2 separate regions of the Sus scrofa genome follow, and region 2 is linked to region 1. Evidence: chromatin contacts called from public Hi-C data. All regions are on one chromosome and are shown on one strand. Each heading gives the region's core, a stretch centred on a gene start, on an enhancer-like site or on the middle of the called end of the contact. The rest is flanking DNA. Distances are from core to core; before and after follow the strand shown. Region 1 overlaps UBE3C (ubiquitin-protein ligase E3C). Region 2 holds the start of UBE3C (ubiquitin-protein ligase E3C).

What was found. Hi-C and Micro-C count contacts between places; a contact is called where the count stands out from the background.
Region 2: a contact with region 1 is called in a Hi-C map of liver, with 1.7 times the contacts expected there. The contact joins the promoter of UBE3C here to the enhancer-like site in region 1. A contact is called at or near these places in 3 of 47 Hi-C or Micro-C datasets (epiblast stem cells and liver) and 2 of 2 datasets of contacts at active chromatin or transcription factors (alveolar macrophages and skeletal muscle).

What each region holds. Positions count from the first base shown.
Region 1 is chr18:1,605,099-1,607,689 of Sscrofa11.1, forward strand. The region is part of intron 10 of UBE3C (ubiquitin-protein ligase E3C); the gene reads right to left. Among named protein-coding and RNA genes, the nearest start is that of UBE3C, 48 kb to the right of the region's middle. Within about 2 kb of position 1,278, at least 2 of the 83 cell types and tissues checked have an H3K27ac peak or open chromatin away from gene starts, as enhancers often do. A contact at or near this core is called in liver, where this site is marked.
Region 2 is chr18:1,652,996-1,655,586 of Sscrofa11.1, forward strand. It overlaps UBE3C (ubiquitin-protein ligase E3C), which reads right to left and starts at 1,279. Exons shown (of 22, transcript XM_021079034.1): 1 at 901-1,279. The coding sequence starts at 966.

The DNA.
Region 1 (2,591 bases), core at 28-2,527:
GCCTAAGCCCGCCCTGGGCAGTGCGACGAGATCCAGCCCCAGAGGGGCCGGGACTGATTGCACGCATTTTGTGAATCAGCGGATTTCCGCAGTGGGAGACCTGTGAGGCTTCGTCCTACCTCCAGGTTGTCAGGTTTGCTGGAGCCCGAGTCGCAGCCCCCAAGGCGCCTGAGGGCCAGCACCTCTGCCTCCTCAAGGTCAGGGCTGCCACCGGGGTCTCTCAGACCCCTCCCAGTAAGGGTGATGGGTGATCTAAGTGAAAGCATCGCCCCGTGTGTCTCCACAATACAGTTCATTACCGTCGTTTCTGCGAATATTCTCCTGCGCATAATGTTCTAATAGATTGAACTCTGCAAGGGGCATATAAATTTAATGCCCACAGTGGAAGAGAAAGGAACAGGGTTTAGATAAATAAGTCACTTTTCAATAGAAACATCTCAAATTTAACTGTTTGCGTTCCCGCATTCAATCAAAATATCAGATACGTGCTCCAGGATTAGGATTTTCGGAGTATATAGCAGGGATTATGGAGTTTCGGTTTTTAAAAATTCAATCTTATTTCACTGTGGTGCTTCTGAGATATCCAAATGGCATTAAGAGCATGATCATTTAAAAACAGTGAAAGCATAAAATACGTGACATTTACCCAGGATTGTGACTCCTGGGTTAGGAAAAAATCCATTTGATCGTTTAGCCCAACCGCTCCTCAAATGTCACACAGGCCAAAAGCAGCCTGTTTCTATGGGAAAAAGAGGGGACTGTGCTACATCAGCTCTAAGGTCTTTTTCCAGCCGAAAAGGATGATGATTCTATAAAAGTGAGTTCTGCTGGTCACACGTAAACCCACACGATAACAACAACACACTAATGCACGAGGCTGAGAAATTTAAAGTTACTAGAATACTCAAAAATGGTAATGCAATAAATCATAGGAGATCAATTAAATAAACTATGGAAAAGAGAGTAAGAACAACAAAAAAACTATAAAAAACATGAACTCTCAACATAGAAATTCTAGAAGGTAGTATGTCCTTGCTTTATTTCTCCTAAGAAACTTAAGAAATTAAGCTCTTTTTAAAATAAGGTACTATCAAGTATCATTTTACAAAGATTTTTACTTAAATTCATCTTAAACATAAAATTCAGCACCTCAAAAATCTGAAGTACGTATTTTAAGCAAGTGTGTTTGCTCTTTTTTCTAAACAACACAAAAGGCCAAAGATCACAGCAACCTTTCATCCCACCCCCGGGAACAAGAGTCAATGCCCCGGATGCAGCCTCCAGGTACTCTGCCAACAGACCTCCGGAGAAGTGGGTTCCCCTACTGCGCCTCCTCTCATAACCCAACTCTTCACCCAAGACTGTAACGGCCGTCTTTCTGCAGGGGTACACACATTTCTGAAACACCACTGTCAGGGCTACACACATCCAAAGTTAACTTTGAGACAACCACAGCTCCTAAATCAATCATGATGCGATCATAAGGCAAATGAATAAAACTTTTTATACATTTAACAAAGGTTATTTGCGGCTTTAGTGCTAAAAGGTAAGGACGTGATGTGTTTTTTAGCATATATCGGGGATATATTTAAAATCATCCAGGAAGCTTTATTTAGAGGAGACAACCCTCTGAGTTAAGCAGTAAAGGGCATAAATCCGGGGTAGGCGTCTGCACAGACTGGCCAAGGTATTAAAGAGAACACAACAGCGCACAGCAGCTCGTCCGCAGGCACTAAAGGTCACGGCAGCAAGGTATTCCCAGAGATGTCCTCTGAACGGAAAGGCGTCACACGCAGGAGAAATACGACAAGCCAGCCGCCCGCAGCACCGCCCACTCCTGCCCCAGCGAGCGCAGGTGGGAGACCACGTGCTTTCCTGCTCCAAGGGTCACTTCACTGCCAAGAGCAATATTAAAAGAAATACATAAAAACGGAACTGTCCTGTTGTGCAGCAGAAATTAACACACTGTAAATCAACTATACTTCAATAAAAAAATTAAATACATATACAAATTGCACCTCTGAGATAACGCAAAATTAAAAATAAGCTCCAAATTTCCTTAATGATAACAAACATTTTAAGATGTATTTCAGTTTAAGTGCACCTGTCAAAACATTTTTTCTTCACAAACTAGGAACTGAGATTAGAAGATAAGCTTTAGGAGTTCCCGCTGTAGCTCAGCAGTTAACCAACCCAACTAGTATCCATGAAGACAAAAGTTCAATCCTTGGCCTTGCACAGTGGGTTAAGGATCCGGTGCTGCCATGGGCTGTGCTATAGGTTTCAGACACCTTGGATCCCATGTTGTGGGCTGTGGCTGTGACGTAGGCCAGCAGTTTCAGCTAGGATTCGACCCCTAGCCTGGGAACTTCCATATGCCGTGGGAGTGGCTCCAAAAAAGACAAAAAAAAAAAAAAAAAGAAGAAGAAGAAAAGCTTAGACACACAGCTGTGTTAAAACTAACAGCCCAGCGCTAAAACCATCATCAGTTTAAACACAGTTCCCTTTCCCCTGACAATTAATTTGAAGATGAACAGATTCCAACCTCTACTCACCCATCTACTGCGGTTTCAATTAAAACGGGAGAAGGC
Region 2 (2,591 bases), core at 29-2,528, 48 kb after region 1:
CATAGTCTAACATGGACTTGAGCATCCTCTTAGGGTCCCCCCGTCATGAAGTGTACCACCCAGAACATACGAATACAGAAGAAAGGCCACGTAAAGCATTTAAAGGACATTTTTTAGAAAAGGATGTACTCAACAACCAGCCCCCTGTACTCGCTTAAAACTCTTCAATCGCTAAGCACAGGGAACCATGTGTGACTGTTAGTCTGATAAAACTAAAACGGGCAGGAAAGGGAGCCAGTGGAGAAGGGGTGGAAAACAAGCAGATGAAGCAATATCGAGGCTGAGGGAGTTACTAGCAATTCCACCGGATCGACAGACGCCAGTCAGTAGAGAGGACAGCAGAGTGACTACTTTGTCCACCGTTATTCCAAACTGCTATCCTAAGGAGAATTACACGAGCCACTGTAACAGAAAAAAAGTCCTAGAGACTCTCCAGAAATGTTTCCAGGAGGCTGGTAAAGGGTCATCTCCGTAGCCCCGGATTCAAACACGCGGCCAATGAGGAGTTCTGCCTCAATTTCAGACGGCTGTCACGAACAAATACAGTGTGCTTACTTTCTACAACAGGAAATACCCCAGGGAGCGTTCTAAATGCAGTCACTACGCAGTGTCAAGGGTGATAAAGCATCTAAAGCGCCTCTCTGGAAAGAAACACTGTGTCCTGTGCGTCTCACCATCCAAATAGAAAAAAGCCCGTCCACCCGCAGCATCCCTGGCCTTCTGGGCGATTCCGGTCCACAAAGCCCGAGTCCCCTGCAGCCTTCCTCCCAGACCCGCTGTACGCCGTCGGGGCAGGTGACCCAGAGCCGTCCCTGCCGCGGGGACAGATGCCCCGCCCGGGGTCCGCGCGGCCGGCCCCGCCCAGGCCCCGAGACGCCGCCGCACGCAGGCCGCTCTTACCTTCCTGCTCGCGCCTCCGAGAGACACCTTGGGCCTCGTTTTGAAATCCCCTTCAAAACTAAACATCTTTACAGCCTATCCCATCTGGGAGGAGCCCGACCCTCTGAGCCCGGGCGGGCGGGGCGGGCCCGGGGGGTCCCGGCGGGAGGGGAGCGGCGGGGACGAGGCCGCGCCGGGGAGCGACCCCGAGCCACCCGGGCGCGCTGTCCGCCCGGCCTGACCTCGGGCGGGGGGAGGAGCGACGCTGCGGGGCGGCCTCGCCCACCTCCCCGTCATCCACGCCTGGCCGCTGCTCCGGCCGAGCCCGAGCGCTGGGAGGGCCGCGGACCCCGCACTTGCACCAGGAACGGCCGCGGGAGGAAAGATGGCCGCCGCCGCCGCTGCCGTGCGCCGCCCCGCCGGCGTGCGCGCGCCCGACGCCACGGCGCTTCTCCCCGCGCACCTCCCGCGTGCGCGCGCCCGCGCCGACCTGCGTCGGAGCGTGGGAAGGAGGGGCGGGGCCGGGCGCGTTCGTGAGGCGCAGGTACCCTGGGGACGGGGGCGCGACCGCGGGGGCGCGCGCGGCGCTCCGACGGCGGGTGCACCCTGAAGTCGGTCTGGTTTGTGCCCTTTTCTGGGAAGCGGACTCGTAGCTTCCGATAAGATACCGAACTTGACCCATCCGGGAGGAAAAAGATCAGGGTGATTACTTAATGCCCTGTAGAGAGTGCATGCATTTAACATTGCGACCTAGTTATGTGTGAGCTTCATACATGCATATACACACACATATACAGATATGCATATGTACACATGCATAAAAGTATATCATGTACACATACACATAAAATCACATGCACACAAATATCAAATTCACATACATATATAGCACATGCATACACTTATACATCAATATATATGTACATATATTTCATATACACACAACTGAAACCAAAAGCTTACTTTTCGGAGGTCCCCCATGTGGCTCAGTGGTAACCAACCCGACTAGTATCCATGAGGACACGGGGTGAATCCCTGGCCCTGCTCAGTGGGTTAAAGGGTCCAGGCATTGCTGTAAGCTGTGGCACAGGTTGGCAGCTACAGTGCCGATTCATCCTCTAGCCTGGGAACCTCCATATGACGCAGGTGAGGCCCTAAAAAGACAAAAAAAAAAAAAAAAAAAAAAGCTTATTTTTCATTACTGTGTCAAATGAACTATTTGTTATTTATTTTGTTTGTTTGTTTGCTTTTTAGAACGACATGTGCTACCTATGGGAGTTCCCAGTCTAGGAGTTTAATTGGAGCTGCAGCCGCTGGCCTGTGCCATAGTCATGCAGGATCCCAGCCGAGTCTGTGACCTATACCACACCGCAACGCTAGATCCTTAACCAACTGAGCGAGGCCAGGGATCGCACCCACATCCTCATGGACACTATTCAGGTTCATTACTGCTGAAGCACAACGGGAACTCCAGGATGTGCTATTTTTTAATCAGTTGCCTTAAAAAAAAAAAAATACTGGTTGTGGGAGTTCCCATTGTGGCTCAGTGGATTAAGAAGTAGTATCCATAAAGATGCGGGTTTGATCCCTGGCCTCACTTAGTGAGTTAAATGATCTGGCATTGCTTGGAGCTGCAGTGTGGGTCGAAGAGGCAGCTGGGATCCAGCGTTGCTATGGCTGTGGCGTAGGCCGGCGGCTGCAGCTCAGATTCA